2 separate regions of the Ovis aries genome follow, and region 2 is linked to region 1. The links are chromatin contacts, called in public Hi-C maps. All regions are on one chromosome and are shown on one strand. Each heading gives the region's core, a stretch centred on a gene start, on an enhancer-like site or on the middle of the called end of the contact. The rest is flanking DNA. Distances are from core to core; before and after follow the strand shown.

The links. A called contact is a pair of places that touch in the nucleus more often than the background predicts.
Region 2: a Hi-C map of tail adipose tissue shows a contact between it and region 1, with 7 times the contacts expected there. The contact joins the promoter of ASB16 here to the promoter of PPY in region 1. A contact is called at or near these places in 5 of 16 Hi-C or Micro-C datasets (blood, hypothalamus, muscle and 2 more).

Annotation. Positions count from the first base shown.
Region 1 is chr11:43,554,243-43,560,963 of ARS-UI_Ramb_v3.0, forward strand. It overlaps PPY (pancreatic polypeptide), which reads right to left and starts at 3,621. Exons shown (of 4, transcript XM_027975444.2): 1 at 3,561-3,621; 2 at 2,614-2,804; 3 at 2,346-2,417; 4 at 2,051-2,200. The coding sequence starts at 2,804. The coding sequence ends at 2,176.
Region 2 is chr11:43,723,363-43,729,897 of ARS-UI_Ramb_v3.0, forward strand. It overlaps ASB16 (ankyrin repeat and SOCS box containing 16), which reads left to right and starts at 4,031. Exons shown (of 5, transcript XM_015098825.4): 1 at 4,031-4,421. The coding sequence starts at 4,121.

The DNA of each region.
Region 1 (6,721 bases), core at 2,371-4,870:
TAAGAAGCTGTCTCCTCTGGGAACTGGGGACCATCAGAGAGGCCTGGGCAGGGGCAGAGGCCCCATCCTCATCCAACTCTCACACAGGGATGTTCTGAGTAGAATCCCAATTCCTGCCTCTGGGAAGTATCTACACCTCTCCCCACTCAGAACCCATCCCCTTAGCTGCCAGAGAAAATTCTGGGACTTCAGGCTCCATCATCCAAACTGTTCTTCTGCTGAAACCAGCATTCCTCCCAGACACCCCCTTGCCTGAGCCATGCACTTGCCCAGTGTGGCATCCTTGCTAGCCCTTTGACTTTTAGGGCCTAGGTCCACTTTTGAGTTGTTTGCACAGCCAGAACTTGAGGGGAACCACAACTCTGGTGTCATTGCCATGTGTTCAACATGAGGTGCTGAGCCCAGGAAAGTGGATCCCCTCATTCCCCAAACCGACAGGCTTCATCCCTTCAGGCAGAGCATGTGAGAGAAGCAGAAGGAGGCATTCCAGGAACCACAAAGATTTACATTCTCTCACTTCTTGCTCCCAGCCCCACCGTGACGGTCCCTTATCCACAGGTGCTCCTAGGCCAGGAAAAGAGGAGAGAGATGAGGGCGCTCCCTCTCAGTCACACATAGACACACATCCCACCCGCCTTATTCAAGATGCCCGAGAAGAGGAGGGCTGGCAAAGGCCACTAAGACCCCTCCGCAGCCCATGCCTCCCCAGGCAGAGTCCGGCTTCTCTCCCTCCCTGAACTGGAGCGTGCAGACCACAGATTGGTCTCCTGGAGGTGGCCATCACTCAGCTAATCCAACCTCCTCCCTGTAAGGTCAGCTTCCTCCTGCAGCCTCCCTTCTGCGACTTGGCTTGCCCAGGAGTTCACTGTCTCTCAGAACAAGTTCTTCCCAGCTTTCTGGTTCTTCAGTGATGCTTCCTTACAGTCCAGCAATGTCTGCCTTCTGGAGCCCTTTTCTGGAGGCACGTGGAGGTAACCCTAACCCTCCATAAGCTGAAGCTGTGTTTGTTTGAAGACCAGTCATCCCTCTGCTCATGTCTTTCCGCCACACTTCATGGAAACAGCTGCTTGGCTGCAAGTCTGCCCCTCAGAAGCTCTGGTCTGCTGAGCGCGTTCCTGGGTTAAGGGCCATGCTAAAAACTTCACGTGCATCATTTCATGTCCTGCTCACTACAACCCTATCATTCTTTCCATTTTACAGATGAGGAACCTGAGACTCAGAGAGGTTATGGATCTGCCCAAAAGCACACAGAGGGAATATGGCCAATCCGGGATTCAAACCCAGGTTCATCTGACTCTAAAATCGATGCTGTGTCCCTGTATTGGATTACCATCTGCTGCCCGACCTTGGACAAAATGCTGGACCTCTCTGAGCCTCGGTTTCCTCCTTTGCAGAGTGAGGATAACAGTATCTCCCCCCTCACAGAGTCGTTGAGAGGGTTAAATGCCCCTGGCACACAGACGCTCATTTTCCCAACAATTTCACGTGACACTATCTCCAGACCCCTCCCCATCTCTGTCCCCCTCTTCCGGCCATGCTTCTGCTGTGTGCTGTGCCTGTGAGGGGCCACACTTCAGCCCATCATGCACAGTGACCCACCTCTCACCGCCCCAAGGAGGGCAACTCCAAATGCCCCAATGTAAACCGTGACTGTCTTAACCCCAGTTGTTCCTCTGGGCTGGACTCTCTCTAGGACAAACTAGCACTTCACCTACTGCCTAGGCTATAAGAACACGTTGGTGGGGATCCATTTGGGGGCAGGGCTGCCATCAAGCCAATGATTGGGAGGGTCTAGAGGTGTGAAATGGGACGATTGAAGTTTCACTGACTTTCTGAATGACCTTGGGGGAGTCCCTGTCTCCCCCTGGGCCACAACTTGCCCCTCTGTGAAGTGGACAGGATGAATTAAATGGCTCTGATGACCCTCCAGACGTTCTGGATCCGTCATAACACCCTCGGTTCCCTTCTCTCTGCCTGCCCCTTTCTTCCTGTGCATTTGGCCTGCTTCTGCCCCAACCAGGGGTCCACAGAGACACAGAGACAGTGAGGCTAAGAACTTTGATTTGCTTTATTTAGCCAATATGGAAGCAGGGAGCAAGCTACAGCCAGAGCCAAGGGTGCAGGTGGGAGAGCTGGGCCAGCCTCACCCTGGAGTCAGAGGAGCAGGAGGTGGCATTATGAGTCCATTGTACTGATCTCCCTGCAAGAAGAGGGCAAAACATGGCAGTGTGAGTGAGTAGTCCTTGTGCCCTCTGGAGACCTCAGGCACCTGTTCTCCCCCATTCTACACACCCCCATTTCCTGCTCCAGGCATCTGGGCACACAGGACAAAGAACAAAACCCACCTGGGGACCGCTGAGTGGGGAGACCCACACTCCAAGAAGTCCAGCGTGCCTTCTTTGTCTCTTTTCCCATACCTGGGAGGGGAGAGACAGCTGGGGCCAGCCCTATGGCCAGGTACCAGTTCACCTGCCTCATGCCTATCCCTGGGCACCATCCTGCCCAGGGCACAGGGGCCTGGGCCAGACTGTAGAGATACTCTGCTCCCAAAGAACATGGAAGTGGCTGGGCCTGGGGTCTTGGCTGGGGCCTCTCTCCCCGTCTCACACTCACCTGGGCCTGGTCAGCATGTTGATGTATCTGCGGAGCTCAGCCGCATACTGGGCCATTTGCTCTGGCGTGGCATTGTCCCCCGGATACTCTGGCTCCAGCGAGGCTCCCAGGGCACCCAGGGGTGGCTGCAGCAACAGAGCCACGCACGTGGACAGAAGGAGCAGGAAGAGGCAGCGGTGCGCGGCAGCCATCTGAGGAGCCAGGATCAGGGAGATAGAGGGAGCAGAGTGCCCACCCCGCCCCCCTCCCCGTAGCCCATCACTCATTTCTCCAAGCCTGGAGACCAAGGGGCAGAGCAAAGGGCTACTGGGAGCTGATCACCCCACCTCCTAGATCTGCCCTGGAGAGCTCACCAGGCCCCTCTTCAGAGCAGAACAGCAGCTGGAGCTCAGCTAGGGCCTCGGCAAAGCAGAAAAGTGTAGCAGAGAAGTAGGGGGTTGGGACTTGGGTAGGAGACCCAGGACTCCAGACACCAGGGCCTGATGGCTCTGAAGAGGCAGCTACGGGTGAGAGTTGGAGGGGAGGGGCTGTGGGAAGTAGGGGTGCTCCAGCTCCCCTACAGGGTGGGGGTGCACAGAAGGGACTTGTGAACCAAGGGGCAGAAATCCACAGCCTTCCACCCCACTTTCCCTCAGCCACTCTGCCAGGGATAGACACGCAGATGCAAGTCCTGGAGAGGACACCGCAGCCCGTGTCACCAGGAGGGATGGCCACACACACGGACTCACAGCCACCACCCCCTGCCCGGCGCACACCTGCAGGCTTCTAGCCAGCAGGCTGCTCTCCCAAAGTAATGGATTTGTCCAAGTGTAGAGCTAGACCCAAGCAGGACCTCAGGCCTCTGGAGGCCCCCAGCCCTGCAAAGCACCATATCCTTCCACACAACCCACCCTTGGCCCCTCTGAGCCCCCCGGCCCCAGAGCTAGGAACAGGCTGAGCCCACTTACCCTGAGTCCTGAGCGAGTGGGCGCTGGACAAAATCAGTGCCTGCCTCAGGCTGGATGGACCCCACTCTGTCCTTGACCACGGCCCTTTTATAGTCCTCAGCCCCCCGAGTCCCCGCCTCCTGTCAGCCTCTCTCCCTCCCCAGCCCTCACCCCCTCCTCCCACCATCTCCCTGGTGCCTGCAACGCCAGCACCAGGACCAGGGACAAGAGGGGGACAGGGCAGTGTTGTGGGTGTCACACTGGCAGCATAATGGGTTAAAGTGGGCCACGATCAGTCTCCTGCAGGCCCCCGTCTGCCTTCGGGCGCCAGAGCAGGCTTAGTTCAAGAAGGATGGGGTCCTGGGAATGCAGGATAACTGAAAGGTTCTGATTGCAGAACTCAGAACAGCCCTGCCTGCCTCCCCAGGGTTAACCCAAATACTCAAGCAGATTCCCTCTGGGCAGAAGATTGAGGCTGTGGCTCTGAGACTCCAGGGATGAAGGCTGGAGACTCAGGACTTCCTGTGCATCTGTGATTAGAACAAGATGGAACGGGAGAGATGCCTCAGGGAACTGGGGAATGTGAAAAGGAGTGGGGACCCAGGTAGGGAGAAACCTCTCCCCGGATAGCAGATAGATGCGCAATGAGAACTGGTGTGCCTGTTCTTATTCCTGGGTAGGGAGGCCAGTATCTGGTAGCCATTTCCCAGTGCCTCTATTCCAAGATAAAGATAAAAACCAGAATCACTTGTACAGCCTTGAATTTTCTAAAGTGCTCCCAGCTCAATCACCTCAGTGAGTTCCTACAACAATCCATTTTACAGATTCAGAAACTGAGTCTCAGAGACATTAAGTAACTAGCCTCAAGCCACGTAACTAGTCAGTGGAGATCCAGGGTTTGAAACAAAGTCTAACTCCAAAATCTGTGCTCTTTTTTTCTTTTTTCTAAGTAAGGCTGTTAAAGTATTGCTATAATTTCCCACTTTCTGACTAAGAAACGTGAGGCTCAGAGAGGCAAAGATACTAGCCCAAGGTCACACAGCTGTCTAAGACTCAAGTTCTGACTTAGATTTCCAACCCCACCAGTGCCAGCAAACCACCACCACCTCCCCCTGCCCAGCCCCCCGCCCTGGTCCCAGGAGCCTCTGCGTCTTCCCTGCTCAGTGTCCCTTCCCCCACCCCTGGCTCCCTCCCCAGCTCAGGGGTAGGAGCATAACTGACTGTGTCTGAATGACTCAGTGAAGCCCTAGTAGTGGGCAAGGGACTTCTCACCCCCGAGGTTCTGCCATTTCAGATCACAACACCAAAAGAGTGTGTTGGGAGAGGACCATGGGCAAGGGTGGGGTGGAGATGAGGACTGGAGGTGATGCTGCACAGATCCAAGCTTTGATTTTCCTCACGATAATGAGGATAAAGGAAGGCTCAGGAATTGCCAGAGTTCTGCCTTCCTCCTCTCAATTCTGATTTCTGGCAACAAGAACAATAACGCTCCACCCAATTCCGCAGAGCAGAATAGAGATCGTTCTGTCTCCAAAAGCCCTGCTGGCCCTTCCCTGGGCTTCGGGGTCCAACTTGATAAAATGAGGCTGGTGAATTAGTGGCTGGTCTCCTAATGGCTGGAGCTGCCCAGGTGGCACCTGTGGTAAAGAACGCACCTGCCAGTGCAGCAGACGTAAGAGATATGGCTTCGATCGCTGGGTCATGGAGATTCCCTGGAGGAGAGCATAGATACTCACTCCAGTATTCTTGCCTGGAGAATCCCACGGACAGAGGAGCCTGGCGGGTTACAGTCCATAGGATCGCGAAGAGTCGGACATAACTCAAGCGACTTAGCATATACACCCCAATAGGCAGGCCTCTAGTGAGGCCGGCAGGGGCTGCAGGGTGCCACCAGGGGGCGCCAGGCTCCAGCCATAGTACAAAGGGCTTGGGCTCCCACAGGACTGCAGCTGCTGTGGGACCGGTTATGGCCATTACCCAGGGCAGGTCCCAGCCCCTGCAGACAGATGGTAGATCTGGGGATTGGCTCAAAGCTGAGGCCATCTATAGTTGCGTCCTGTCACAGAGGTAAACAGCTTTGTCAGTGCCTACAAAAACGACAGTTACTCTACAATGTCAGCAGAACCTACAGCTTTCATTTTTCTCCGTTGTGAACAAGAGATTCTTCTTCTGGATCCTCTCAACGATGCTGTGACAACTGAGGAGGAGTGGGCAGTGGATGTGTTTTCTCAAACGTATGATCACATCCAGACTGGGTGATCCTTCTCACTCACCTTCATCTGTTCCCAGGGCTTGCCATGGAGCTCTGCTTCAAGAAGCACCAAGGACGTATCTGCAGACAGACTAAGTGAAAGTGGTCCGCCTCCCCTGCCCAACCCCACGCTCTCTGGGACAGGGACGGTGGCCACTGGGCAGTGTTAGGATGGAGTGAAGGCTGCACTTCACTTCTTACAACCAGGAAAGGAAGACCCCAGAAACACCTGAGGCCACAGGGCGAAGGTGGTCCTTACATACAGGACTGCAAAGGCAGGAATGCGATTAGCTTTACATAACCCCTCCAAAAATTCCTCCAAAGCAGCCTGGGTCAACTCTTAGGCCACTGTCTTATTCTCACACTGGGTTGGCAGCAGCAAGGGGGCAGGGAAAGGAAATGGTGGCCAGCCCCAGATACCAGGAACTCAGGGGGTCCCCCATTCCCTAGGGAAGCCCTTGGGTTGAGGTTTATCTCTCTCTCTCACACACACACACACACACACCCCTGGGGTCCTTGTCCCACCCACTCAGGCCCAACTAGGAGCTCGGGTCATTAATTTGCAACCTGGGCTCTGCCCCGACTTCTGTCCACCATGAGAAGTCCATCTGCCTCCAGGGTCCCCTAAAGGCTCAGGAGGGCTGAGTAGTCCTCCCTGCCCACAGTGCCTGCAAAAGCAAATCCTGTCATTTTCAGCTCAATTTTTTCCTGAGGAAGGCTTTTTTCTTTCTAAGAGACAGGCTAAACCAATCCATATAATAAATTACTGCAGGAGAAGAATAGTTGAATGGGGAGGAAAGAAAAACTGCATGTGGGTCAAGTAAGGGCTTTGGGTCACATACGGGCTGGGTGTGGAAGGAGGGGAGTTTTTCCCTTGGGGTGGTTGGAAGGAAACAGTGTCAGAGCCGTTTTGAGATGGGTTAGGAGTGAG
Region 2 (6,535 bases), core at 2,781-5,280, 170 kb after region 1:
TTAGTTGTAGCACACGGAATCTTTAGTTCCAGCATGTGAACTGTTAGCTGCAGCATGTGGGATCCAGTTCCCCAACCAGGGATCAATCCCAGGCCCTCTGCATTGGGAGCTCAGAGTCTTAGCCACTGGACCACCAGAGAAGTCCCTATAAACTTTTTGACAGTTTTAGATTTATAGGATTATTGCAGAGATGTTCCAGGGAGTTCTCTTATACCTCACAGCCAGTCTAAGAGCCAGTATTGACACATTATTAACTGGACTCTATGCTTTATTGACATTAACCCAGTTTTCCCCTAATACTCTCTTTCTCTTGCAGGATCCCATGCAACATTTAGTCCTCTTGTCTGCATAGACTTCTCTTGGCTGTGGTAGTTTCTCAGACTTTCCTTGTTTCTTAGTGGCCATGACAGCTTCCAGGAGCACAGGCCTCGCTTATTGTCAGATGCCCACCTGTTGGAATTTGTCTGGTGTGTTTTCGTGACTAGACGAGGGTTATGTGTTTGGGAGAGGAAGAGCACAAAGGTGAGCTCACGTTCTCGTCGCGTCATATCAAGAGCTGGTGGTGACTTTGATCACCTGGCTGAGGTAGGGTTCGTCAGGTTTGGTCAGGTTTCTCCGCTGTCAGGTTACTCTTTTTCTCCTTTTCCACACGATTTTGGAAGGAAGTCACTCTGCCACCCACACTTAAGGAGTGAGGGGTTATGTTCTCTGCCTCTTGAAGGGCAGAATATCTACATGGATGATTTGAAATTCGGCATGGAAGATTGGTCTGTTTTTCCTTATTTCTTGTTCAGTCACCTGTTTATTATCAGTATGGACTCATGGATATTTATTTTATACTTTGGGTTAGAGTCCACTACTACTTTATTCTGTTGCCAAGCAACTCTTCGCCACTGTAGATTCTCTGTACCACCTTGAAGGCAAGAATTGGACAAGGGTCATGGGTGGGGTATAAAAGGTCTAATTATACCAAGTAACCAGCCAACCTTGTTTTCCTTTATGGAATGAAGGGAAAAGAGGAAGATGCTCTTAACATACGGTTGAGGGGATGTGAGCCCAGTTTGATGGCCGGTTTTGCCTGCCTCTGCCTCAGCTTTCACCAGGCAGCTGTAAGTCGGTGCCTCCAATAGACTTGGCACTGCTCTGGGGAAGGTGTTATTTTCCCTGTTTCCAAAGAGATCCCATGGATCCCAGCCTCAAAGCTGAAGGGAGCAAGTGCCCTAGGAACTCCATGTTCACCTGGCGGCTGGTTGCAGTGGGACTTTTCTAGAAGGCTTTTGTGGCCCAAGCCTGGGAACAGGCAGGAGCTAATTCACCAGTTCTGCCCTTTCACACTCTCACTTAGTCTTCCTGCTTGAACACCTACCTGAAGTGGTTGGATGGCTTCACCGATTCAATGGACATGAATTTGGGCAGACTCCGGGAAATGGTGAGGGACCAGGAAGCCTAGAGGGCTGACCAGGAAGAGTCAGACACAACTTGGTGACTGAACAACACCTGAGCACACCGCATAGTTCCATCTCTTCCCCCACTAACTCCCCAGCTCTGCCTCTCTAGCTTAGATCTGGGCCAGAGCCCTTCTACTCCAGTGGTCTTCGTGCAGCTAAACCACCTGTTCTCCCGGCCTGTGTACCCATCCCCCCTCAGCCCCTTGGAGCTCTGTTCTTCACTCTTAACCATCCTGACAGATGTCCTGGTTTCTTGTGTACTCCATCACCCCATAGGCTCTGAGCTCCCAGAAGACAGGCTGGGTATCCAGCCACCTGGCCCGGTTTCTGCCAATAAAACTGGGCTCCCTGTGGGTTCCTGTGTGGGTTAAAGTAAAGGCCTCAGGAAGTTAATGCTGTGTATAGTTCCTCTGCCCTCAGGAAGTTAAGGCTAAGGACAGGACACAGAACATATGTGTCTCTGGGGACTGAGCTGTAGTCAGCACCTTCAGGCCTGTGGCAAGAAGGCTGCAGAGAGGCTGGGGAGGTCAGCACAGCCTCAGGCCCCGCTCACAATGACTACTGTGAACCTCGGAGAAGGCCCCTCACGGCCCCACCCACCTTGCCAGCTCCCAACCCTGGGAACCCAGATGTGGGTGCTCAGCTGGGCTGTTGGCGGGGCAATTAAAACACCAAATGGGTGCCAACAGGGTTAATCACACCTGCATTTATAGAGGCGCCTTTCTCTGAGGATCTCTAAGCCCTCGCTGGGCATGATCTCATTGCTTCTCTGGGATTCCCCACCCTGGAATACCACCAAGAAGCTGGGGCCAGAGTGGGTGAACTCTGGGTAAAGGCAGAGCCAGAAACAGCCTAGGCTGCTGCCACACACATGGGCAGGCAGATGTGTGTCCGCTCTGGTGGAGAACGGGGTTCTTCAGTCAACATGCTACTCACAGGAGGCCAGCCTGCGACAAGACCTACTGTGTGCCATGTCCTGCAGGGGACCAGAAACCCAACTGAACCCACTCAGGTCCTGCTCTGGAGCCCATATCCAGGGCAGCAAGCTGTGGGCCACAGTACATGACACAAGCGGTCCTCCAGGAGCATGGATGGGGAGAGGCTGGAGCCTCAGGGGTGGGAGACCTGAGCAGGTGTCTCCCGGAGCAGGTGACCTTTGAGGTGGACTTTGAGGGATGAATCAGAAGGGACTTCCAAGCGGAGGGAAGGGCTAGGAAATGTGAGGGGAATGGTGCCTGACGCGGAGCCAAACCAGGGCACGGGGTTTAGTGGGAGAGGGCAGAATTCAGCAAACGTTTTTAAGCTGGGAAATGAACCATTTCAGATAGATCCTTCCCTATGGGCAGTGGAGCAGAAGAGGGGATACCAGGTAGGAGGCTAAGCTGGTCCGGGTTAAAGGTCTTGAGATGGTAATTGAAAATGTGGGAATGAGGTGGAGTGTGTGTGTGTGTGTGTGTGTGTGTGGAGCGGGACAGCCAGGGCGTGCACCTGCAGTCAGGGCAGGATAGGGACAGGCCGACCCTGAGGGGCCCAGAGGCCACCCTCCACCCAGAGCTGAGGAGAGCTTCTGGGGCCAGGATTGGCCAGCCTCCCTCCCGCCCTCCCCTTTACTGCTGGGAACCCACAGCAGCTAGTGCGGTTTCACGGCCTCATTCCTCCCCCTAGAGGCTCCCAAGAGCAGAGCACTTTGGGTGAGTGGTTTTGCAGCTTGAAGGTCTCCATGGTCCCCAGAGTTGTGAGGTCAAGCCCTTGGTCCTCCTCAGGCAGGCATGTGAGCCCTTTTAGGAGCTAGGGAAAATCAAATAAGAAAAGCCTAACCAAGATTCACTGAAGGCAGCGTTAGGGACCATGCTGTCCTGCTTGGAAGGTGGGGAGAGGCGCTCTTCCTGAATCATTCCATCTCTGGAGTCAGACGCACAGGACCCCAGCCTGGCTCCCCGTCACAAGCTGTGACCTTGAGCAAGTGGTTTCACCTTGCTAAGCCTTAAGTGCCTCATCCATGAAACAGACATAAGACCACCCATCTCAGAGGAGTTCAAACTGTGATAATCAGCCTGATCATATAATTTATTGTCAAAACCAAGGTGCTGTTTACCCGGGAAGAGCCAAGAAATCTGTATGGTGATCTGAGTAAAGGTGGATATAAAAACAATCTGAGTATTCTAAAGCTCTGGGCCCATATGTGCGGAGTTAGTGTTGTTAATGCAGATGCTGAGCAGAGCTGTTGGAACTCCGATGTGACCTGCCGGTATTTCCTGGGCTGGGGCCTGGTTTCCAGCCAACATCAGAGAGCCCTGTCCAGTCTATTTCTGATTGACTCATTTACCTCGGACCTGGCCGACCCAAGATACTCCAGGAAAGTGGGAGAATGCAGACCTGGGGTTCATCTGGGGGCCAGCTCCCCCGTCAGAGGGTATCCACAGGGGCCATCCCAACCCTGGGCTGGGGGTTGGCCCAACACCTTCTCTGCACCAAGATCATGACTCTGGGCAAACCCTGTTTATCAGAGCAGCGAAGGGCCTATTTATAGCCTCAGCTGCTCCTTTCTTTGGGTTACGAGTGAGGGGGCAGGGTGGCTCCTCAGAGCAAGGGTGGCAGTCAGGCGAGGGAACCAGCCCTGCCCAGCTGCTGCCGCCCAGACTCCTGGATCCCCCGCCCTGGGCCCCCCTGCCATGGCAGAGGAGACCTTCCCCTTCACCTCCTCCACCCTGCGCTCTCTCCGCCTGCAGCGGGAGTGGCTGGAATGGGAGGACCGGCGGCGGGCAGCAGCCCAGCAGTGCCGGAGCCAAAGATGCCCCCCAGATTCCCAGGCCCGGCTCACTAGGCCACGCCGTTCCTGCCGGGACCCAGCTGTGCACAATGCCCTGTTCTCCGGTGAGCTGCAGCAGATCAAAGCCCTGTTCCAAGATGAAGACGCTGCCAACATGATTGTGGAGACTGTGAGCAACCAGCTGGCCTGGTCAGCTGAACAGGGTAAGGAGCACCCGGTGGGGGCAGAAGAGGAGGGGTAGGGAGGAAGGTAGGGGTGGGGATGGGAGAGAGCCTGGGCCCAATCTCCCCTCTCCAGCCCAGAGAATAGACCATCCCCTCCCACTTCCCATTTTAGATCCCTCCTAAACAGAGCTGAGGCATGCTTAGTGGTTTGTATTCTTTTCAGAATTAAAGTTATATTAACATGTTGTTGGAATTACATAGAAATACATGTATGTGTGCCACTCTTTGCGACTCTATGGACTGTAGCCTGCCAGGCTCCTCTATCCATGGGTTTCTCCAGGCAAGAATACTAGAGTGGATTGCTATTTCCTTCTCCTGGGGATCTTCAAGACCCAGGCATCGAACCCGTGTCTCTTGAGTCTCTTGTATTGGCAGGAGGGTTCTTTACCACTAGCACCACCTGGGAAGCCCACATAGAAATACAGTTATATTCTAATGCAATGTTTTTCTCTGGATATATATCCACAGGAATATTTTTTCTCTCATAGAATGAAATTATACACCAGATGCTATTTATAGCCTGATTTTTTTCATTTAACATGTTTCTGTGGCAATAACTGTTAAGTCCATATAATATTTTAAATAGGTGCATCAATTCTGTTGTATGGTTGGCCCATGACTTATGCAGTGTTAGTCTCTCAGTCGTGTCCGACTCTTTGAGACCCCACCAGGCCCCTCTGTGCATGGGATTCTCCAGGCAAGAATACTGGAGTGGGCTGCCATTTCCTTCTCCACGGGATCTTCCCAACCCAGGGATCAAACATGGGTCTACCGTCTGAGCCACCCAGGGAAACCCAATAGATTGGTTAGATTAGGTTCCTTTTTTAAAAATCTACTTTAAATAACAATATGACCAACATCTTTGTATCCTTAAGATCTATTCTGACCAGAGCGTTTGTCAATGTAAACCAAACGATAAGAAATCAACTATCTGCCAGTAAAAACTAACTTAAAAAAAAGATCGCTCCATTCTTCAGATTGACAGGAGAAAAGAAAAAAAAAAGACCAAAGAGAAAAAAAGAGAGGAAAAATAAACCAACACACAAAAAGAAGAAAAACTGATTAACAGGAAATTGCCTCAACCTCCACCTATGGATTTGGGGGTTCAAAATCCTTGAAGAATTTATGCTATTAGTCACCACTGGCTCCAAAGTCCTTTAGCTGTTAGAGATGTGACCCCACCCAGGGCATCTCGGTCTCATTCTGCAGCACGTCCCCCATCTCCCAAATGGAACTTGGCCTTAATTTCAATCTTAATAAAAAACAAAGCATGTTTTACCCAAGATTTAGGAAACCCAGGAATTCACTTCACTACAATGCAAACAACTGATGGTCGGAGATTAGGCATCTATGTCCTTCAAACAAGACCTTGGCTATTTCTACAATTTGGATCCAACACCAGTCCTATGATCAACCCCTCCTCCTACCCTTCCTTTCCCCACCCCCACCTCTTATCCCCCGCCCTCCACCCTTCCCCACACTTTCACCCCACCCTCCCCACTCAGGGAATATCCTAGGACTTCTTCAGCTTTCCTTTGGCTATTCCCCAAGTCAGTTCCAGGCCCTCCTATGCATAACTCCTTCCCCTCCCAAATATTAGAGCACCTAACTAGTCCATTCTAAAGGAGATCAGTCCTGGGTGTTCTTTGGAAGGAATGATGCTGGGGCTGAAACTCCAGTACTTTGGCCACCTCATGCGAAGAGTTGACTCACTGGAAAAGACTCTGATGCTGCGAGGGACTGGGGGCAGGAGGAGAAGGGGACGACCCAGGATGAGATGGCTGGATGGCATCACCGACTCGATGGATGTGGGTTTGGGTGAACTCCGGGAGTTGGTGATGGACAGGGAGGCCTGGCGTGCTGTGATTCATGGGGTCGCAAAGAGTCAGACACGACTGAGTGACTAAACTGAACTGAAGTTAACAAAAAGAGCCAAGTACTCCACCAACAGCTCAAAGACCCAGAAGTTTCCTTAATAGGATTGACCTCCTTAGCTGCCCTTGTAGTTTTAAAGAGCAATTAAGGGAATTTGCTGGCAGTCTAGTGGTTAGGACTCAGCACTCTTATTGCCAGGACCCAGGTTCAATCCCTGG